6 separate regions of the Mus musculus genome follow, and regions 2, 3, 4, 5 and 6 are each linked to region 1. Evidence: chromatin contacts called from public Hi-C, HiChIP or PLAC-seq and promoter capture Hi-C data. All regions are on one chromosome and are shown on one strand. Each heading gives the region's core, a stretch centred on a gene start, on an enhancer-like site or on the middle of the called end of the contact. The rest is flanking DNA. Distances are from core to core; before and after follow the strand shown.

The links. A called contact is a pair of places that touch in the nucleus more often than the background predicts. HiChIP or PLAC-seq counts read pairs in DNA pulled down with a chosen protein or histone mark. Capture Hi-C pulls out chosen DNA fragments and counts their contacts.
Region 2: an HNF4G HiChIP or PLAC-seq map of pancreatic cancer cells shows a contact between it and region 1. The contact joins the promoter of Apln here to the promoter of Aifm1 in region 1. A contact is called at or near these places in 4 of 39 promoter capture datasets (cranial neural crest, embryonic stem cells, pre-B cells and 1 more), 1 of 15 datasets of contacts at CTCF or cohesin (embryonic stem cells), 1 of 484 Hi-C or Micro-C datasets (the G1E-ER4 cell line), 7 of 115 datasets of contacts at active chromatin or transcription factors (the NIH/3T3 cell line, embryonic forebrain, embryonic stem cells and 4 more) and 1 of 9 other capture datasets (embryonic stem cells).
Region 3: a Hi-C map of embryonic stem cells shows a contact between it and region 1, with 1.9 times the contacts expected there. The contact joins the promoter of Zdhhc9 here to the promoter of Aifm1 in region 1. A contact is called at or near these places in 2 of 39 promoter capture datasets (hippocampal neurons and pre-B cells), 3 of 484 Hi-C or Micro-C datasets (cortical neurons, embryonic stem cells and pre-B cells) and 1 of 9 other capture datasets (adipose tissue).
Region 4: a contact with region 1 is called in an H3K4me3 HiChIP or PLAC-seq map of forebrain, with 9 times the contacts expected there. The contact joins the enhancer-like site here to the promoter of Aifm1 in region 1. A contact is called at or near these places in 10 of 39 promoter capture datasets (the C10 cell line, cranial neural crest, embryonic stem cells and 7 more), 1 of 15 datasets of contacts at CTCF or cohesin (embryonic stem cells), 2 of 484 Hi-C or Micro-C datasets (both in the G1E-ER4 cell line), 6 of 115 datasets of contacts at active chromatin or transcription factors (astrocytes, embryonic forebrain, embryonic stem cells and 3 more) and 1 of 9 other capture datasets (adipose tissue).
Region 5: an H3K4me3 HiChIP or PLAC-seq map of embryonic stem cells shows a contact between it and region 1, with 2.3 times the contacts expected there. The contact joins the enhancer-like site here to the promoter of Aifm1 in region 1. A contact is called at or near these places in 3 of 39 promoter capture datasets (cranial neural crest, pre-B cells and second pharyngeal arch cranial neural crest), 2 of 115 datasets of contacts at active chromatin or transcription factors (embryonic stem cells and large pre-B cells) and 1 of 9 other capture datasets (embryonic stem cells).
Region 6: a contact with region 1 is called in a promoter capture Hi-C map of liver. The contact joins the promoter of Sash3 here to the promoter of Aifm1 in region 1. A contact is called at or near these places in 7 of 39 promoter capture datasets (the 3T3-L1 cell line, the C10 cell line, cranial neural crest and 3 more), 2 of 484 Hi-C or Micro-C datasets (CD4 T cells and macrophages), 6 of 115 datasets of contacts at active chromatin or transcription factors (the SCID.adh cell line, T-cell acute lymphoblastic leukemia, effector CD8 T cells and 3 more) and 4 of 9 other capture datasets (adipose tissue, embryonic stem cells, liver and 1 more).

Annotation. Positions count from the first base shown.
Region 1 is chrX:48,512,085-48,515,893 of GRCm38.p6, reverse strand. It overlaps Aifm1 (apoptosis-inducing factor, mitochondrion-associated 1), which reads left to right and starts at 2,331. Exons shown (of 16, transcript NM_012019.3): 1 at 2,331-2,658. The coding sequence starts at 2,556. It also overlaps a transcript of Rab33a not described here.
Region 2 is chrX:48,033,335-48,036,771 of GRCm38.p6, reverse strand. Apln (apelin) reads left to right here and starts at 1,919. Exons shown (of 3, transcript NM_013912.4): 1 at 1,919-2,333. The coding sequence starts at 2,267.
Region 3 is chrX:48,207,240-48,211,104 of GRCm38.p6, reverse strand. It overlaps Zdhhc9 (zinc finger, DHHC domain containing 9), which reads left to right and starts at 2,403. Exons shown (of 10, transcript NM_172465.4): 1 at 2,403-2,625.
Region 4 is chrX:48,013,941-48,017,724 of GRCm38.p6, reverse strand. No RefSeq gene overlaps it. Among named protein-coding and RNA genes, the nearest start is that of Apln, 19 kb to the left of the region's middle. Within about 2 kb of position 1,699, at least 45 of the 459 cell types and tissues checked have an H3K27ac peak or open chromatin away from gene starts, as enhancers often do. A contact at or near this core is called in astrocytes, embryonic forebrain, forebrain and 1 more, where this site is marked.
Region 5 is chrX:48,071,263-48,074,739 of GRCm38.p6, reverse strand. No RefSeq gene overlaps it. Among named protein-coding and RNA genes, the nearest start is that of Xpnpep2, 36 kb to the left of the region's middle. Within about 2 kb of position 2,154, at least 11 of the 459 cell types and tissues checked have an H3K27ac peak or open chromatin away from gene starts, as enhancers often do. A contact at or near this core is called in embryonic stem cells, where this site is marked.
Region 6 is chrX:48,144,594-48,147,935 of GRCm38.p6, reverse strand. It overlaps Sash3 (SAM and SH3 domain containing 3), which reads right to left and starts at 1,500. Exons shown (of 8, transcript NM_028773.4): 1 at 1,219-1,500. The coding sequence starts at 1,275.

The DNA of each region.
Region 1 (3,809 bases), core at 1,082-3,581:
CTGGTTAGTTCATAATGTTGTTCCACCTATAGGGTTGGTAGCTGTCTTTTAGCATCTGTTTCTGAGACAGGGTCTCTCTATGTAGTCCTGGCTAGCTTCCAACTCACAGAAATTCTCCTGGATCTGTCCCCCTAGTGCTGTGATTAAAGGCATGTGCTACCACATCCAGCTTGTTTTGTTGTTAGTCTTTTCTTTCTTTCTTTCTTTCTTTCTTTCTTTCTTTCTTTCTTTCTCTCTCTTTCTTTTCCTTCCTTCCTTCCTTCCTTCCTTCCTTCCTTCCTTCCTTTCTTATCGAGACAGGGTGTTTTGTAGTCCCAGCTTTCCCCTAACTCACCAAATAGCTGAGGATGACTGGATGACCTTGAACTCCTGATTGCCTTTCTCTGCCTCCCAAGTGCGGTCATTAGAGGTATATGACTCCACTCCTGGCTTCATGACTTGCGATTTTAAACACTGATCTAATCTGCTGAACAGATAATGAAACTTTGGGTGTTTTCATGCAATGAATCCTGCTTCCTGGGTTAAACTTCCTAAATTATGCTTTAGTCATTCCCTTCCACCAAGATATATATAAAAAAAAGGAATTTCATCATTTTCAAATTCATTTGACAGTTCAAGTTTGGCTGCGATGCAGTTGCATTCCTTATCACTACTTCCTAATACAGCAAGTCTTCTGTTATTGTTTCCTGAAAATAGACTGAACTTTATTTCTGATTTTTTTTTAAACTTTGGATAGGGGCTGTGTGCTGCTTCAAACTGAAAAGAGGACCTTGGAATGTTTAGCAAACATCTTGCCTCTGAGCTATACTCCCAGCCTTTCAGTGTTTTGAAGCAGTCTATGTTGCTCAGGTTGGTCTCTAATTCCTAATTTAGTTCCATGCGCTGAGAAACTGTAGGTTTTCATCCTTGTTTGTTTGTTTGTTTGTTTTGGTTTGTTTTTCGAGAGGGTTTCTCTGTGTAGCCCTGGCTGTCCTGGAACTCACTTTGTAGACTAGGCTGGCCTCGAACTCAGAATTCCACCTGCCTCTGCCTCCCGAGTGCTGGGACTAAAGGTATTGTCACCATGCCCGGCTTATAGCTTTTCATCCTTAAGTCCAACTGTCTCCAGGTCAGTTGAAGCCAACTGGGTGACTTGTCCAAGTAGCAGAGGCAGGATTAAACCTAGGTCCTTATGGAGGAGAAATATGTTTATGGAGGTCAATATGTTTAAACCCTAAAAATATTACTTTTGGCCTCAATGCATTTACCCTCTGAAATACTATTCTTTCTCTTCCACTAGTGACTCTGTCCCAAACTCCTTCCTTGCAGTGGCTCTGTGATAGGTATCATCTAAATGACAATAGATCCCATTACAGTGATCACTTTCCATGTTTTTATATCCACAGAAGCCTCTATATAGTACTGTTCCATAATAAGGGACAGGGCATCTTCACCAGGAAGCCTTGGCAGGCTTGATATGAACAAGGCTGGCCTCAAATTTCCTTGCTGTCCGTCTGTCTCTGTCTCTGCCTCTGTGTCTGGGAGTTCAGGTGTTAGGCCACTACACACAGTTTCCATAAATACTTAATCTGCAATTCAAAACTCCCACAGGAGAGCAAAATATCTACTTTCTCTCAGTTCTCACTCTGTATCTCCCACAACTTTCTAAGTCCTGCTTAGAATTTCTTTCACAGAAAATTTGTCAGGCACAAACTTTTTTGTCAGCTTTCTCTTCTCAAGCACGAAAGCCATAATAGCGCGAGACTATCCACAACACTTGATACATATGACAGTGATAACGGAGATATAACACGTGAAGTACACGTCCCACTCCATCCCGCCTCCCCCCCACCTCCGAAAAAAAAAAAAGAAACCAAAAACAAACAAACGAACAAACCGGGCTGCTCAAGAAATGGCCAGTTAGTTTTAAAACATGGATGGAATTTATTCAGGATTCAGGAAGTCGGGTGTAATGACTAAGACTGGGGGAAAGACTAGAATTGGATCACAGAAAGAGATTCAGAAAGGCTTAAATGCCGGCTAGCTAGTTGCCTAAAACGCACAAAAAAAAAAAAACAAAAAACAAAAAACAAACCAGAAAGTAAAGTTCTCAGGTCAGTTTTGGTGACCGTTTTGCTAGCAGTCCCCATTACCTACACAGCGGCTGCCCCACCCGCTGCCTCCGGGCAGGAGTGTCCCTTGTCCAGGTTTCTTAAGCGGCTCAACCTACTACAGGGCCGCTAACTCTGGGAAACTTGCAAATGCGGAGGCGGGGCCCGGGGCTTTGCAGCGCGCGTGCCGCCGGACGCATGCGCCGACCTCCTCGCTGTGGGACCAATTGCAGTGCGGTGCTGAGTCTTACGCCTGCGCAGTGGGTCTCCAGCCTCAGTGCCTTTCCCCCTGGCTCTAGTGGGCCGGTTCCTCTATCCAATGTCCACTCGGGGCTGGGAGGAGGAGCCTGCGTAGTGTGCGTGTGACGGGAGGGGGAGCGGACCCGAGCCCGTGGTATTCGACCCGTTCGACGGTGCGTGGAAGGAAAAGGAAGGAGCGGGAGCTTCCGAGGAGTGATCGCCGAAATGTTCCGGTGTGGAGGCCTGGCGGGTGCTTTCAAGCAGAAACTGGTGCCCTTGGTGCGGACGGTGTACGTCCAGAGGCCGAAACAGAGGAACCGGCTTCCAGGTGACTAGCTGACCTGTCCCAGGCAACCCCTTATCCTACTTCAAAGTCCAATGGCCTAGGTGCCATGGGCTCCCCATCCCTCGCAGAGCTCCCCTGTCCTTCAAAAAAAAAGAACTTTCTTTCACAGTCTCAAGAATCTCCAAATTGGCGGGATATAAACCCAAGAGTTTCCAAGCTGAGGAATAGGCATACTTATGCCGGCCTGACCTTCAAGAGATTTGAACCCCAGAAATCAGCATGAGGCCTTCTTCTGGGAGGCTTTGCGATTTGGGGATAACAGAACGCTTGGCTATAACAGACCATATTGCCCATCCTCTGCCACCTTGCCTTTTTTAAAGCATTGAGGTCAGATGGATGTTGTCATTTAGTGGTTGGGACACAGTCACAAGTTTCTCCTGGAACTCAGATTATCTGCTTTACCTCCCAAAACTCCACGTGAGAGCTGTACATTTGATTGTCCTACGACGTGGCAATGGTGTATCACCAGTAGAAACTGTATGTCAGATATCAAGAGAATTAGCTCAGATTGCCTTGAGATGGCCAGATAGTTGAATTCCTGGTGGTGGGCTTACACGCTTCAATGAACGTTTTTCGATCCCCCTCTATTTGTTCTCTGGGAAGTTGTCTCATCAAACTTTAGAGCTGGAAGGAATTTTGTGGTCAACACCAACCCATTCATTTTATGGATAATAAATTGAGGAACAAAGAGGTGAAATTACTTGCAGAAGGTCACATAATTAGTAGGTAGAGCTAAAGCTACTCTGCTAGTCTCTAGGCCCCTGATCCTATTGCTACACGCCAATCCTACTTCCTAAAGTTTGACCTGAAACAGTTAAGAATGAATTCGCTTCTCTTTCCACTAATTAGCCCATTGTGCTTCTGATATCCATGGGTTTATCTGAGCATGGTTTGAGTCATCATCTTTTCTACCTATACAGATTTGTGGGAATGAATGCCCCCCCTCCACAATCTCCAAGGTGTATTTTTAAATCAACATTTTAAAAAATCATCATCCTAGTGTAATTACATTTATAATATCAAATGTTACCCTGGAGTCTTTTTTGAAGTTCAGATGCCTTTTCTGTAGTTTAGGAATAAGAAGTGGAAATACTTTTTGATTGTTAGGACCTTTGCAAATGTGTTTGGATAGT
Region 2 (3,437 bases), core at 670-3,169, 480 kb after region 1:
GTCATGCACATCCCAGTAAACATGCAATAAAATATGAAAGTTTCTATTAAGTTTTGAGAGGCACTTATTTACATGTGCACAGGCTTGCTCCGTCAGGAACGGGAGCTATGTGTTTCCTAATAGTGACTCTGTGAGGGCTTCTCACTTTGTACAGTGCCTTCAGACACATGATCTCATTTGTCCCTATAGCACCATGGAGTGGGAAGAGCAGAGATTATCCTTGCCTAAGATCCAGTAAGTGTAGGTAAGGGCAGTGATGGCCTACAGCAGCTACATCTAGAAGACAATGTTTCTCGTTCTCACTGAACTGTTCTTTCCTGTAGGAGAGGGGAAAAAAGAGTGACATTCTACCCATGCTGGCTGTTCATATTCAGGGTCCCTCAGGTGAAGAGAGATTCTTCCTGGTTCCTCTTCTATTCAATATGGCCAGTTGGACCGCAGACGACCATCAAGAACCCCACCTTATTCCCATCTGACTCCCTTGACTTATTTGAATAGTTACTCTTATATTCAGAATCATATATTCTGAAGCCCGTTAGCTCTGAGGCTGTGTTCTGGGCCTGGAGCTGCATATATATATATATAAAAGGTCACTTTCTTGTGGACAGTTTTGGCAGAGAGACTGATAAATGTATGTATTGGAACGTTGTAACATTTCAAAGATATTTCATACTAATATAGCATACCATTTCACATCTTCTGCGGTACAGAGAAACCCTGTCCAATGTACCTTTTGTGTACATTTGGATGTACACATGGAGCAAACTGCCTGGCTTGCTGCAAGGTGGGAACACCTTTTGATTTAGTCTTTTAATATGTGTTGAGTGCCACCTATGTGCAGAGAATGATATTGGGGACTTTGGAGAGACCTGGAAGATTGGGACCGTTAGGGTCCTGTCTTAAAGAGTTCCCAATCTGGTGCATTTCTTTGGGGGAATCCCAGGCTGTAAAAGGAGCTAAGCATCTAGAGTAGAAAGGCAAATGACTCCAGGCCCTCTTATAATAGGGAATCCCAGTTGAGTGTAAAAGAAATCCAGCTGAGTTTGGAAGGAGCTGGGAGGATCCTCCCTACAACGAGACAAAACTAAGTTGGGGTCAGCTCCAAGCAGCAAGAAGGGGAACATGGTAGAACCTGCAGAATGCCTCCCCACAGTAAAGAGGAACCAGGGGGTAGCATCTCAGGTTGGGCAGGGACAGAACGGTGGCCTTTAGATTGGGTGGGATATTGAGGTTTTGCTGTATGCATAAAGAGCTTGGTCACCGAGCCCACCAGTCCAGGTAGAAGGTACTCGCTAGGGGACAGCAGGAGATATGAATGGTGGTTACCTAAGTTTTATGCACAACCTAGGCAATCACCCCCAATTCTAATTCAGTTGAAGATGCAGAGGAAAAAGGCGGAGTAGGGGAGGTCTTGAGCAAACCCATACTTGCGAATGCAGTGTCAAGGAAAGAAAAAAAAACATAGTTAGATTCGGAAATGGAGGGAGGGTGTTGTGGGCAGCCCAAATAGGGTCCTTCTGCAAACGCCCAGGTATCCTGACAGCTGTTAAGGAAACCCAGGTGAGAAAGGGTTAAGAGTGCCCCTCACTGTTTCAAATGGTTTACGTGTTTGAAATCCTTCAGGTCTCTACAAACCCTCTGGACCCCGGCCAGGCAGGCATTGTCCGGGGAGCAGTTGTGGGTTGTCCGAGCAGCCGCTCGGCCTTTGTTGTGGGGCCACCTCTGGGTTCTCTCTCGCGCCCTGGATAGGGCTGCAGCATGCTTCCCGGGAGGGGGGCGGTGCGGGAGGCTCACTCCCTCTCCCTCTTCCTGCCTCTCTTCCCCCCCCCCCCAACCCCCCCGCCTCCTAATGACCACATGACCAAGTGGGCTCGCGGCCAAACCACAAGCTACAAAATGCAGACCCCGAAGTGAGCAGGGAAGCATTCTCTCTAACAGCCTGGACCAACGGGTAGTTGGGAGTCGCGGGCAGAGCAGCGTCAGCCACTTAGAGAGTTTTTGCCGCCGACCCGAAGCCACCAAGGCCAGCTTCGCGGCGCTGCCCCGCGGCGGCAGAGAAGGCTGCACCAAGAGCAGAGGCAGCGAGCAGGAGTGGGGCAGGCAGCCAGCGGTGCGGCTGGGGCGCTCACCCTCCCGCGGTCCGGGAGCCACGCGAGCTCCGTGCCCGCACGCGCCAGCCCCGGCTCGCGCCTTTCTTTGCGTCCGGGTGCCCTGCCTCTCCGCCCACTCGCCGGCTCCTCTGGGCTGCCGCGGACCGAGTTGCAGCATGAATCTGAGGCTCTGCGTGCAGGCGCTGCTGCTGCTCTGGCTCTCCTTGACTGCAGTTTGTGGAGGTGAGTGCGTGCCCTCCTGCTCGCTTGGGGCTCTCCCGAGGTGCAGCCTGCGCGGTCCTCTCTTTCCGCCCCACGCGCGCTCTTCCCGCCTCCAGGGAAACATGGTGCGAGCCTTGCAGGAGCAGCCACGCGCCAGCCACACCGGGAGGCCTATTGACAGGGCATCTGGGGCCACGGGGCGACATGCCATGTAGGCTTTGCTTCCTAGGACAGCGCGCGCGGGAGGGGGGGGTGTTTCATGATTACCTTGCATATCACCACTTAGCCCCCAGCCCCATGCCCCTCGTAGTTTAAAGTACTTAGGACCACAAACTTACACCTTATGTCCTGCACCCTGCACCCCAAGTGGGGGTGGGGGGAGAGGATGGCGGTATGTCCAGCTCACCTCGTGAATCAGTGGAGGTGGCTGACCTGAGCTGAGTGGGGTCAGGACTCCATGTTGAAGGTCTCTGGGTCTTAGAGTTTAGGGGCCGCTGGCCAGTCCAGGGGCTCAAGCTACTGGAGATGATGTGCCAACATGTAGACGTGACACTTGTTGCATAGTCAGGAGCACGCTGCGGGAGCGGGGGCGGGGGCGACCGCAGTGGCTAGTGGATCCCAGCTGTTGCTCCTTTAGCCTATGTGTAAGCAGAGGCAGCGTCCTTAAGGCAGATCTGGACTGGACAGAGCCAGGCTTATCTTCTGTACTCCAAGGTCCTGGATGATTTTGTTCTCTGCTCCATTGTGGGACACCTGGCCCCACAGCGTTCATCTCTCCGGAGACTTGCTTCTTCTTTATTCTGGCTTCCCCTTCCACTCTTGTCTCAGGTATAACTTCGGTCCCCAGTCTCCCGGTACCAAAACCCAGGAAACACAGGAACTTGATCTGATAACCTCGGTGCAGCTCTGGGAAACGGAATCCCTTCACCTCTACCTGTATTAACCCCCTACCTGGAAATTCTCCACACCAATAGATAATCCCTTGTCTACTTCAGTCCCCGGGTCCTCAGTGTCCCAACAGCCCCTGCCCGGTCTGCCTGTCCTCTGTGGGTCAGAGCCTCCTGGGGCTGCCAGCTCCCACCTTCAGCTGCCCCAGTCCTGTGATCTGGCTGTCACAGTAGCCTG
Region 3 (3,865 bases), core at 1,154-3,653, 300 kb after region 1:
ATGAGCTGTCTTATAAAATGGAAGGCTGCCCCTAGATTCTAGTGGTGTTTCTAGTGCTCCTTGGATGCTAGTGGTGTTTCTAGTGCACCTTCCCTTCAAAAGACCTAACAAGGATTTGGATGCATAAAGTAGGGAAGTTTGTGGAAAATAGCAAAGGGAAGAAAAAGAAAAGAGGAAAGGAAAACCAACTCGCAGTCTATAGTTTTTTATTAAGAATTAAAGGATTTTTGTAAAATGATTTAATTGTGTAGGAAGATGTGCTATGAAATGCTTATCCATATAGAATTTCTTGAATTTTCTTTCAGTAGTGAGCAAGACTAGCAACAAATTGTAATAAAACAAGCCTGATTTACAAAACTACTTAATCCCAGAGGGAATGTGACCCAGGCCAGGGAAGGGCAGAGCTCAGGAATGCATTGCCCTGTTATGCTCATTCCAGAACTTCCTAGGCTTCACCTGCATCTGAGCGGTGATCAAAGCATGTTTTGCTTTGGTCACTTCATTTTGATTGCTCTACACTCACAAGAATGGCAGCCAGGCTGAGCATGCGATTCCTAAGGGCATCTCATGTGCACAGGCTTTGGAATTCAGAGAGCTGATAGGGCCATGAGAAATTCCTGTCCTTTCCATGCCAAGTGTGTACTAATACTGGTAGCCTCCAGGAATTGGAGGCAATAATGCTGGTCATAGGCTTCATAAGAAATAACCCGATGATTATAGTCAGCATGAGCACTCAGGAACAATGGGAGCTTTATGAAGACACACTTTCAACTACAAATTAGTTATAACACATTTCTCTTGTAAGACAATTGGGTCACGGTTTTTAATTCCTTTAAATTTTTTGGTGGAAAGATATCATAAATGTTTTAAGAATAATCATTATAAAGAATTTTGTTTTAATATTATATGGGAGCAAAATACTATAAAAGAATAATAATTCTTTTTTTTTTTTAAAGATTTATTTATTTATTATATGTAAGTACACTGTAGCTGTCTTCAGACACTCCAGAAGAGGGCGTCAGATCTCATTACGGATGGTTGTGAGCCACCATGTGGTTGCTGGGATTTGAACTTTGGACCTTCGGAAGAACAATCGGGTGCTCTTACCCACTGAGCCATCTCACCAGCCCAAGAATAATAATTCTTGACCATGTATGTGGTCTCTCATTAAAACTACCACAAAGCTGCCTTTGGGAGAGCATTGGCAGTCACTTCTGAACTAATTCCAACTATTATTGGAAACCCTAGGAAAACTTTGGTCAAGCTCTAGGAAACCTGGGTTGATAACATAGTGTGGTAGGTAAGGAGAGGTCACTTTTAAACATCCCTCATATTATTTGGAAGGTAAGAACCAGTCATACTGGTGGAAACAGATCTGGTGCCTTGTAACATCCACCCTATAATATAATATAATATAATATAATATAATATAATATAATAGTGTGATTCTCAACTGTTTTCCCCACTCCAGTCTCAATTTTCTAAATGGTGTTACTAGCCGTTGATAGCAGAGGCTCAGTAACAGTAACTAACTGCCAGGAGGCACCAGAAGGAAAGAATCAATCTGGTTGATGTATGAAAATTCTGCCTTGGATGCCCCTCCCTTTGTTATCATAATATCTCCAGTTCTTTTGTTTTGTGCATTTGAACCAGGATCTTTCTATGTAGCCCTGGCTGGCATGGAACTCAAATGTCAGACCAGGGTGGCTTCAAATCTTCTTGCCTTAGCTTCACCACACCCAACAAGATCTCAAATTCTAATAGAAAATAGAAATTAACTACCTTTTGGCAATCTTTGCATCATTATCTACCTGGAAATATTTATGTTGTCTCAGTGGAGTTCCTCCAACTTCCTTAATGTCAATGACTTGTTTTCAATATCACAAAATGACATTCTCAGATATGGTTATCTCTTTTCATATTCTTTTTCTGTTCTGAAAGCCCTCGAGATTGCGTGGGAGTCCGAGGCTTCTGAATGGGACTTAGGCGGCAGAGAATGTAACGTTAAGATGCCCACGAACAGACCTTGGTCAATTTAAAGGCAAACGGCAGTGGAGAGGCCCAGGGTAAGACGGAATTCAGGGTTAGAGTCCGGATTTGTGAGCTAGTGTTGCTTCAGTGTGTTTGTGGGGAGGCTGCTCTTGGCTCCTCCCTTGTCCGGTCCACACCACCTTACGCCTCCGCTTTTGCGTAACTATATTAATAGACGAGAACACTTCGCGTCCTGGTGCTCAGACCCCAGAGAGAAGCTGGCTGGAGCTTGGCAGGTGGGCTTGTAGCAAGGAGATGGGTGGGGGGAGTGGGCGGAGGGATTCTGGAGTGACGTTCGAAGTAGCCAATGGTAGTACGCGTTGGGGGCGGGATGGAGACATTGTGATCGTTTAGCCAATGGAGGACGAGCAACTACTGGAGCGACCTGGTGACGTGAGGAGCGTTCCATTCCGCCAGCGGTGGGCGGTTGCCACAGCTGGTTTAGGGCCCCGACTATTGGGGCCCCTTGTCAGGAGGAGGCACCCTCCCTGTCAGGGAGAAGTCGCTACCACCTCTGGCTGCTGACGAGATCCCCCGGGACAGTGTGCACTTTCTGCCCCCAGTTGCCGGCCGAGTTCAGTGTCCCTTGTTCAGGTAACAAGGGGTGGGGGTGGGGGTCTCCGGGGCTCGGCTCTCTGGAGGGCTGCATCCCCCTTCAGCTCCGCCGGGACCCAGGGACGTTGGCACCGCCCTGCTCAGCTCGCCAGCCACGGAGCCCCTGGCCGGGGGTGACTACACGTGGCGGGGCGTGTGTGAGTGTGTACGAGCGTGTGGACGCGTGTGCGTGTGGATGTGGCGCGCGTCCCAGCCAGCCTGGGGCGGTGGTCGGCTGCGTGGCGGAGGCAGGGCGGGCCTCCTGAGGACGAGCCCGCTGCACAGCCCTGGCTTCTGGCGCTAAGCTGCTGAACCAGGTCGCTGCTTTCTGACGGATTTTAATTTTCCTTCTCCCAGGTTGGGTCCCCCTTCCTAGTCTGTGTTCTTCTGCTGGGTCAGTTTATGGAGGCGGGGGGAGGGGGGAGATTGTTTTCCAGGTTAGTTTTACACAAAGGAAGTGATCTTTGCACCTCTGGGGCCCCCTCCCCTTTCCCAAGCCTTACACCTTTCCATCTTGTTGCTAGGCTCTTAGTCCCCTTTTGGACCTTTGCCCTCTCTAGCTCGGGAATGCTCTCTGGCTGGTTGTTTCTTGCTCATCGGGCTGCAGGCTTCCGCCTCATTCTTGCCAGCATGGGGCATGTGGTGCCAGTAAGTAGAGGACACAGCCCAGCACCTGAGAGAAGAGGAGGATGACAGTGGCTGGGAAAGGCGAGGCCCGGAAATCCAGGATGCTGAATGGAGCTATGATACTGGTGAAATGTCCTAGAAAGCCCCCAAGGGACTTTTCTTAGCTGCTGCCACCGCCCTCAGCCACCCCCAACCCCAGCATCAGTTGCCAACCATCCCAGGATCTCTCCTGTTTAAGGAAGCCTTTTTATCTACAATATGATGTGGGCTCACAAATGTTAAACTAGACCAGCCAGAAGATTTCATTTCGGACTCCAGAAGTTACAGAAGGTTTGATTAGGGGAAATCTGTTTTGTGGAAATACAATGTGTGTATGCTTCCAGAATGCCCTGAACAGCTTACCCCAGCCAGAGGGTTACTTGTTCCTTCCTGTGAGTAATATTTGAATATTGAAGAAAGAAGGAGAGGTAGAGGAGGTATGGGAAGGGCTACTTAGGGACAAAGGACAACAACAACAACAACAAACATTATTTTTATAGATATCTTTCTTTAGGTGACTAAAGAACATGGTGGTACAGTAGAAAGTACAAAGGGTGGCTACTTCCAGAATTCC
Region 4 (3,784 bases), core at 450-2,949, 500 kb after region 1:
ATGTCATTTTGGGGGAGGGGCTGACGTTTAGTGATACCTCTCCTCTTATCACAGAATTCCCCCAAGGGACCTAGGCTTCTTTGTTACCCCATGGTCCTGATACAGTGACTGAGAACCAGATAGGGTTGAAGCGGGAAGTAAAAATGGTTCTATCCACCTTGACCTTCTTTTCAGTTGAGGACAGTGGATGATCAGGCCTTGTCTCTAGTTCTAACCCTGAGCATCCACAGCACCGAGTGTATTAATAGATGCTCACTAATGCCAAATGAATGAACGAGCTCCAAGAGTGTGAAGTGCAAGCCCACAGCCTCCTTTCTGGCTGGCCTCAATTTCCTGCAAGAGTTAGTTTTGCATCCTGCATTGAGAGCCTTAAAAGCAGCATTTCCATGGTAACAAAGCATAGACTTGCCACTTTGAAGGGCCAAATTTTTTTCTGTCACACAGAATCTGAGCTTACTCCAGAAAAAAAAAAAAAAGCCCTAAATGCCTCCAGTGTCTGAGTAGCAGGCAACTGTTAGTTGGGAGACCTGAGGAATAGGCACTGCCAAGGGCAGATCCCCCAGAGCATATCTCCTCAGGGAAGTTCTTGGGCCCATCAACAGCGCTGGAGTTTCCATGGTAACAACACTAGGCTAATGGGTTGCCAGGGTGACAGCGCGCTACTGCTAAGATTGCACGGGACTGGACCACACAGGGCCACTGAGTTGAAAAGATGCTAATAACACCTTTCTGAGTCTCTATGACAACAACACTCAAACACCCTGTCAGCTTTGTCCTGAATGCAGATTAGACCCCTACCCTTCACCCTCAGCAAAGAATGCCCTGAAAGGTGGGCCCCCTAGCCCAGTGTGCTTTGGATTGTGCCCCTGCTCTTCCTTTCCAGAGGGAAGGGAAGGGAAGGCCCAGAATTGTTTCCTTCCCTAAGGAAACGAGACTCATTTTGCTTACCTTACTGATTCTCAGACTGCCAGGTTAAAAGAGCCTGGGTCTACAAGAAGGTCTGGGACAGGAACAGGGCTTGGCCCGATAGACGTGGGAGCAAATAGAGCTTTGGCTACCTTCTGGGCCCAGTGCCTCTCACTGCGGCTGTTTTCAGGCTACTTGGGTTCATGTAGTCCAGGAGCAAAGCCAGGAATGCTGGGCCAGACTTTTCAAACTCTTTGCAAAGCCATAGCCCAGATAAATTGTATCAAAGCTCTCGGCATCACCAATTGAGTCTCACTCTTCTTCCTACCAGTGTCCTCCCACCCCAGGCACCCACAATTCTGTGGAACACAATTTGAAAAGTCTCAACTTTGGATCATTTCTAACTTGGATTCTTTGATCCCAGAGACTACTCGGGCTTCTAGGTTTTCTACCTGTTTGTGGAGTTGGTTAAAAAAAAAAAAAAAGGTGTGTGGGGGGAGGGGAGAGAAGCTTCTATTGTGTGGCCAGGCAAAAGCATTTAGGGCAGACTTTCCAGAATTGGCTTCCACACTTGTTACGTGCTAGCCAGTAGTTTAGGACATGCTTTCTGTGTTAGCCATCATGTCTTCTTCAGAACAAGCCATCAAGGCAGGCATGACTGACTCCATTTAATGAAGGACAAAGGAAGCTCAAGGCAGGGAAAAGGGAATCCCGGCGCACCAACCTGGGTGAACATCTCTTCACAAGGGGTGCTACTTATGAGTTCCAGCAGAGAATTCTGTGAGCAATGATGACCTATGACCTCTCTCTGGTGACAATGAGCTGAAACAGGTGGATCCATCCAAGTCATTAGAGACCCCTTACAGCCCCCCCCCCCAAGGCGCCTGTCATTATCCACATGCAACACATTGCCTTGTCAGGGGAAGTATTATCTCTCCACAATGTTGCACAGCTGCAAGCTGTAAAAGGCATATGATCTTGTTAGAACGTGGATAGCTATGGTGATTCCCAGTTACCATGGAAACTTAGGAAGGTGTATGGCCATCAGCTGCACCAAAGGTCTGTCCTTATTTGGTGTGGTGGGACACACCTAAAATCCGAGGACATGGAAAGCTGAGGCAGGGGGTCTACAGAGCAAGACCTTGTCTTAGCTCGAACTCAACTAAATTAGCAATGACCAAAAAAGAAAAAAAGTTTGGTAGGGTTAGGAGGATAGATCAGCAAGCAAATCATTTGCTGTGCAGGCCTTGTGACCTGCGTGCAGTTTCTGGAGCCATGTAAAAGTGGGAGGAGAGAGAGAATGCTGCCAAGTTGTCCTCTGACTCCCACATGTGCTGTGGCAACTGTGCGCTTGCATGCACGCCACAGCCACAATAATAACAAATAAAATTGCTGTAAAAGGTCTGTAATTATCCCTTCAGCAGCACAATCCCTTTCACACGTTTTGAATGTATGGACTTATGGCTCCAAGTGTGTGAACTGCTTGCCAAGGGCTCCCCCCAGCACTTCACCTGGACTCCATCCGCGCGGATCTTTCTCAGGATGCACCCCTCCCTCCACCTCAACGGTCTTTCTTTTTTTTTTCCATTAAAATTGTTTTCATTTATTTATTTTTATGTATATGAGTGTTTTATCTGCAGTTGTGTCTGTAGACCACATATGTGCCTGATGCCAAAAGAAACCAGAAGAGGGCATTTGATTCCCTGGAGCTGGAGTTACAGACAGCTGTGAGCCACTATGTGAGTGCTGAGAACTGAACCCTGTCCGCTGGAAGAGCAGCCAGTGCTCTTGATCACTGAGCCAGCTCTCCAGCCCCTTTCTGAACATTCTTCCAGCCTTGAACCCTATAGTTATTTCTGGCAAGATATTAAACACTGTATAATTCATCAACCGCAAAAAATTGTTTCTCGTAATTTTGGAAGCTGGGACTCCAAGGAGAAGGTACTGGTGGGTTAGGTGCCCAGTGAGGCCTGCTGTCTGCTTCAGGATAGCACCTTGTTGTTGTCTTCCAGAGTGGAAGGGCATTGTGTTCTCAGTTGGCAGAAGAATAGAATTGGATGCCTAACCCCGTTCTCAAGCCATCTTATAACTTTCCTAATTTCTTCTTAAGGGTTCTACCCCATGACTTACCTCATAAAGACCTTAACTGTTTTCAAAAAGATTTTATTTTATTTTTATTTATATAGAAGAATGTCTGCATATGGGTATGTGAATGCAGGTGCCTATAGAAGCCACAGGCATCATGTGCCCTGGACCTGCTGTTATAAACAGTTGTGAACCACTCAGCATGGGTATTGGGAATGAAACTTGGGTCTTATTGAGGAATAGTGAGTACTCTCAACTGCTGAGCTACTTCTCCAGCCTAAAATGCCACCTCTTAATTCCATTGAACTTAGAGGATTTATTTAGTTCACAGTTCTCCTTTGAATTCTATCTGCCACAGGGTCACTTTTCTGCTTCTCCTTGACTGCCTCTTATAGATGCATAGTTGGTGCTTAATAAGTGTCAACTGAACAGAGATGAGGACAGATTGCTATAAACAGCCTTCCTCTGTTTCTTTGTATTTCTTCTACCCTGGTTTTGTGTCTTTAAAGCTCTGCTATTTCTACAAAGGCCAAAGAGGCTCATGAAAAGTTTTCACTTAGGGCTCAAGATTGAGTAGGTCTTTCCCCTTTGACAGGAGGCCAGGGGGAAGGCACTTAAAGCACCATGGTATGTGCAGGTCGAGTGGAGAAGTGTGGGTCTCCATTGTGACACTTCCAAGTAGAGTAGCCATGAAGGGGAGTGGCCCCTTGACCAGCAGAGGCAGCAGCCCTCCTCCTACAAGCCTTCTTTCTCCAGGGTGGGGACAGTAAAGCCAGATGGCCTGGATTCCAGT
Region 5 (3,477 bases), core at 905-3,404, 440 kb after region 1:
ACTGAACATGTAAGGCGCCACAGAGGGTTGGAAAGAGGTTCATCTAGAAGCCACTTCTCGTGGTTCCCAGCCCAGTGCTCTTTCCACGTCATCTATTTTCTTACTTGTCCTCCCTCCCTTCTTTCTCTCCCTAAAGCAACTTCAATACCCAGGGTCGGAGATGGACACAAGCATTCGATCTCATTCTCTAGCTCACGGGTTGTTTTACTGTGCTCTGCTGGTCTCTCCAAGAGTACTGGCAGCTTCTTTGAGGCAGCCATTTGCAATTCTGCATTCTCTGCTCAGGGGTTAAAAGCACTGACTGCTCTTCCGAAGGTCCTGAGTTCAAATCCCAGCAACCACATGGTGGCTCACAACCATCTGTAATGAGATCTACAACCATCTGTAATGAAATCTGACACCCTCTTCTGGTGTGTCTGAAGATAGCTACAGTGTACTTACATATAATAATAAATAAATCTTAACAAAAGAAAATCCTCACCAAACTGCTCTATGCTAATTATTAAGGGCTAGCTGCCTTGAACTTGGAAGTGCCAGCTCTCTCTGTATATATTGACACCAAATGGCAAAGAATGGACACCACCCCTTCTCTCAGGGAGCTTTCTGATTGGAAATGGAACATGAACAGCTCTCTATTACAGCAGAAGAATAGATCTCTCTTATTTTGAGAATAACTTGTTTTTCCCGAAATGTGTGTAAGAGTCCTACATTTGATGTGCTTGGGAAAATCACTCCTTGAAGAAATCTTATGGTGACATTTTTAAACTAATGATATCAAATCACTGAATTACTCGATTTCATCCGTCAATTCATCTTTTGCTTTATAGAGCTGAGATTTATTCACAAACCAATTACCCAAGGGAAAAAAATCCATTCATATCAAATGTACCTGTCCAGCCTAGCAAATACCGACAGTGAGTAAAATCCATATGAACTTGAGGGAATACCTGGTTCCTGCTTGCAGTCAATTGTTTTGTAAAGGGAAGAAACAGTGTCTGATGGCCCTACTGTGTTTTAATAGGGCAAGAAGCTGTGTGTAAACAAGACTGATAAAGCAGAAAAGGGATTTATTGAAGTGTGGTCATAAGAAGAAACAAGGGGACTACCAGTCTTTCTCTGGTGTTCTGGCCAGAGGTCTAGGTCTGTAGAGGGGTAGGAATTGGGTCGGGGAGCCAGAAGTATGGGTGGTAAACAGTCTTGGACAAACTGGTCTCCCTTCATCCTTATCTCAGCTATGGTTCTGGGGAGTACCATTGAGAGGGAGCTCCGGGAGGTTTCCCAACTACCTGAGGGGGCAATTCTAGATGACTAACTACCCTTAGGGCTAAGCTTTCCCGGAGTTTGAGATAAGCCGGGGAGGAGAAGTAACTCGAATGCACATGGTTGAGGAGTGAAAGCGAATCAGTTTTGACAACTACGGTGACATCAGGGTCCCTTTAATTTGCCAACAGTAAAGGATCCTCTATTGCAGTTCTTGTGAATTGTGTTATCTCTTCTGCCACTTCCTGAGTGACCTTGGGTAAATGAGTTGGCTTTTCTGGCCCTCTGGTTTCCCTGGCTATAAAATGGAAAGAGTCTCCTGACCCTTATCTTAAAGGATTGTTATGTCAATAAAAAGCCACTTTCCGTGTCAAAGAGTGAAGACAGATTGAGGTTGATGAAGGTAGGCACTGGGAGGCATTGAAGTTGCTACTTCCTATGGTGACCTAGAAGCACACATTACATTACACTAAGAGTAATTCTCTTCCTCGGGCCCTCATTCCATCCTAGTCCAGGCTGCCAGCAACTGCAGGAGCCTACTTCCAGCATGTGACTGCCTTCCTCCTTTGCTTTCCCACCCCTAACCCCTGTAGCCCCTGAGGGTAACCTTTAATTGATCCTGGATAGGAACCAGTGAACAATACTCTAGTAGGATGAGTCTTAGGCATGTGCTCAATTTCTTGGTGGGCTCCCAAGTGGGATGCTGCATGCCCTGGCAGCAACCTAAGCATTTATACGCTCTCTCTTTTTAAAAGATAGGTTTGTACGTTGCTCAGGCAGGCTTGAACTTGCTATATAGCCCAGGATAACCTTGAATTCCTGATCCTCCTGCCTCCGCTTTCAGGGACTGCTGGGATTACATGCTTGAACCACCACATGCTGTGCAGGAGATTAAATCCAGCACCATCCAACGTCCATTAGATCCAGGGTAAGCAATCCAGCAACTGAACTACATCCTCAGTCCTGCCCAAACAATCTCTTCACTGATTGTTCTCCTTCTTCACATTCATTCATTCCTCGTGCTTTTAGATGATACACCAGGCAGGAAACTACCCAAACTCAAGTGTCTGTGCACAAGTCTGCTTTTCTGAGGGAAGGGGAAAGGAAGGAATCTCCAAATAAAAACACTTTATTTCTTCTACAGTTCTCACAAGATCCAGGTGTGGGGAAACAAGAGCCTGGGAAAAGCTTGTTACAAAAGAAATGTAATAACCCTGTTGGACATCTGCTTTCAAAGCTCTTTTCTTGCCGAACCTCCTTGTTATTCAAAGCAGGAGGAGCAGCAGGGCCATCACCTGGGAGCTGGTGAGAAATTCAGAGCCACCCCAGCAGGCTGGATCCGAATCTGCATGTGTAGGAGCTCAGCAGGTGCTCTGTGTTGGAACTCTGCAGGGGCTCTGTGCGCACACTGCTGTTGGGCTGCTTGCTCTGCCTTACCTTGCTATCTTCCTGGCCCCCACAGGATCCCTGAAGACCATATCACTGTTTGTAGTGTGTTGAATAGTGTTTCTTTGAATTCATGCCACCCAGAATTTAGGATGTGGCCTGTTGGCTGATGTCACAGTAAGAATGGGCTCTCATCCAATGACCGCCATTCTCATAAGAGGGACTTATGCGTTGCGGGTGGGGAGGTGAGAGTGAGGATGTCTCGGGATGTGGGTCAGCAGTAGAGTGCTTCTCTAGCATGTGCCCAAGGTCATGGGCTCCATCTGAGAGAAAGAGAGAGAGAGAGAGAGACACAGAGGGGAGACAGAGAGACAGAGCCATACACACACACACACACACACACACACACACACACACACAGAGAGAGAGAGAGAGAGAGAGAGAGAGAGAGAGAGAGCGAGAGAGAGAGCCAGAGTGAGCCAGAGTGAGCCAGATGGAGAGAAACAGAGAGAGACAGAGAGTCACTGTGACGGGGACTAGACTTTGGCTACCTGGAAGGAGTAAGAAAAGATATTCACTTGAGCTTTTTCAGGGAATATGGCCTGACTGATACCTTGGTTTTGGACTTTTAGCCTCCAGAACGGAGAGAATTTCTTTTTTCTCTTCTGCTTTGACTTCATCATTCTCTTTCTCTCGGTAGGTTCAAACCCAGGGCCTTCACCTTCTAAGCAACTGCTGTGTCACTGAGCTGTATTTTCTATCCTTAGGGTGGATATCTATCTATCTATATCTATATCTATATCTATCTATATCTATATCTATATATGTGTG
Region 6 (3,342 bases), core at 251-2,750, 370 kb after region 1:
CCTACCCGCCACTGCGATCTTACAGAAGCAGCTGAAGTGGAGAGAGTACAGCCGAAAGCGGCAGCCACCCAGATCCTGAGAGGTGGGACAGGATGCACACCCCAATGCTCTCAGCCTGTCTCTTAGTTGTCGCCCACTGCCTGGGAACTGTTCTGACAAGGGGGCATCCCCCCACAGTGCACCTGAGTTGAATTCCATGGAAAAATGGATAGGGCACAGTGAGAGTCCTGGAGGCCCCTGATTAAGGCTTGGGTGCTTGGATCTAGTCAGGCCTGCTTTGGACCATTCCTGTGGTCCACTTAGACATGCAGACTGGACAGGCTGATTGCCTGGGAGAGTCCTGACATAAAATGAACTCTATACATACAGCCAGGGAAACCTGGATATCAGAGTCTTCAAGAATCATTCAGTCTAGCTCCTGTCTCAGGAAGATGAACACTTCAGCCATTTTTGACAGCTACCTTCCTTCCTGGACTTTGAAATCCCCTTCCCTCCCCCAACGAACTTTTCCCCCTTAGCTCTCACACCTACTCACCATGCAAGTCATCAGCTCCATTTCTCATTCTTCATAAGTTCACTTGCCCAGAAAGAACCTGTTCAACCCCCCCCACACACACACACACACCACCACCACCACCTGAACTTTACGGCATTTGGGTGGGCTCTTTTCCTGAGTCTGAAATTTACTTACTGCTTCATCTCCAGTGGCCTGGGGGAGATGTTGTAGATCTGAGCCTAGTGGGAAATGGCTATGGCTCCTGCCAAAGAGTTAGGGAGTCTGTGACCACCTTGGCTGGGTAGGCTAGTAGGGCCCTTTGAATGAGGTAGTCCCCAGAGGACACACTCGAGCAAAAGCAACACAGAACCCGAGCTAGAGAGACAAAATTAATTACGCTCTTTGGATTCAATTTGAACACGACATTTTGTAACTCTCCAACTGATGTCTGTGGATTTAACTCTTATGTTCTTCAGTCTATCACTCTAGACTTCCAAAGGCCCAACTCATAGCTCTGTATTCCAGAGTTTAGAAAGTACCTTCAGTACTTTTACTACTCAAGTGAGCGTTGAGCCCCATCCCCTTGCTTTCTGGAAGAACCCTCACGTCCAAGCTCAACATAGAGCCTTGGTTCAACTTCCACCTTCTAAGAGTCCATGAAGGCCTTGGTAGAGAGTGTAGAGGAGAGAAGGAAGGAGTGTACGCTCAAAGATGCGCCTTACCTTTTTCTTCTGAGTGGGCTCTTTGTCACTGGCGTTGGAGGGTTTGCGACGCAACATGGTCCTCTACAGAAATGGCACTCCTGCTCTGTTCTCCAAGGAGCTAAGATGCAAAAATCTCTTGTTAAAGCCTCCCCAGCACCAGCCAGTTGGCACAGCATAGACTGAGCCTGGGGCTGCTACTCTTTACTGCTGCAGTGGCAGCTTGGGGGTGCGGGCCATGGACACCCAGCAGCAGCAGCATACAGGAAACCTTGCCACGTGACCTGCTCTTACAGCAATCATGGCCCCTGCCGGCCTCTAGGGAGGAAGGAAGTCCCAGCTTCAGTCTCCAGAGATTCTGATGCAGACAGACCTTGAGTTGAACAGTCAGAGAAAAGCCCCAATCCTGTTGTCTCCGGTCATCCACTACAGTCCTTTCATGTTCTGGCTTATTTGGGCTTTACACTCACTGACTAAACCTCTGAAATCAGAAGGTGAACAATCTCCCTGCCTGTTGAGTAAATGCCCCCAGTCTATTTGCATCTTCCAAGTCATTACTGCGATCACGATTACCATTACTGTCACTCCTGTGGCCATCATCTTGATGGTTATCACTACTGCTACCATTACCAGATAGCCATTACTACAACCGTGACTACCACCACTCCCCACGCCCCAGCCATCATCCCTCCTACCATCCCTACTGCCGTCAGTATACCTTAGCTATGATTGGTAAAGCTCTCATCTCTTCAGAGATTTCTACTGCTTCATCATCCTTAGAGTGGTCACCTTTACAGATGCTATAGTCATTTCCATGATGCTCTCATCCCTACAACCTTCAATAGCCCTGTATCCACTGTTTCTAAAGCTATCAATCCAGCAACTATCCACATTTCCATCAGCACACATATGGTTTTCAGTCTAGATGAGGTGTGCCTACACACAACAACCCCTCAGGTCATACAAGAACAACTGAGAAATGTTTGAAGGCAATGCCACGTCAACAGCAGGTGCCCCATTCAAAAGGCATTCATCAACTGCCTGGGCATTGCGCCCATCTTGTGGGTTACATTCAGCACATGATGGTGATGATGATGATAATGATGACAATGGCAATGTTGATTTGCAGTGCTTAGGGGTCTCACCTATGGCTTACCCATGCCAGGTAAGTTTACTACCATTGAGCAATTGCGGTAGATGTTTAAGTACTTTCAATGATTCCTGTTCACTACAAAGCAACTGGTATGTATCATTTACACTTTATCAAATACAGATGACAATAAAATGAAATTTCAAAAAAGTCTCCATAATTGGATTTCACACTGTTTAGGTAAATATCCTTTACTGTTTTCAGCACCTAGCACCTCTCTCTAGACAGAAATTTACTTCTTACAAAGAATCACACCCGTACAGGACGAAAAACATTGGTTTGGGGAGATTTGGAAAAATTGGAGGGACAGATAACTAAGGACATATAGAACATTTTGGAGGTGATGAATAAGTTTGTTTATTGTGATTGTGGTAATAGTTTTAGGAATGTCTACATCAGGAAAACTATCTTGAATTTTTAATGAAAATAAACTCCCCATTTCTCCTGCTCAAGGCCTTACTGTGTGTCCCAGGCTGGCTTGGAACTTATGATGAGTGCTGGGATTATAGATGTGGACCACCATGACTGGCCGAACTAGTCTGGAACGGTTATTTTTCATGTGGACATGCGTGTGTATGTGTGCACACTCAGGATGCGTTCTCAGCTGTGCGTTCACATCTGGGGGTAGCAGTCGATGCTCTATTACTCTCTACCTTAGTTTTGGGGAAAGGGGCCCTCGCCACATCTGGAGCTGATGGTTTTCAGCTAGACTGGCTGGCTAGTGACCTTCTGGGATCCATAGGTCTCTGCTTTCCCCATTCAGGGCTGGAGTTATAGATATCTGTCTATCACCCAGCTTTTATGTAGGTTCCAGGGATACAAACTCAAGTATTCGTGCTTTTACAACACGCTCTTTCCTCAACGAATCATCTTCTTAGCCTGAATGATACGATTTTTTTTTTACATGGCTGATTAGCATTCAGTTGTCTGAACCCACAATAATTATCTTGCCTTGGTTGATTTTTTAAAAAATGTACAAGTACTTATTGAATGTC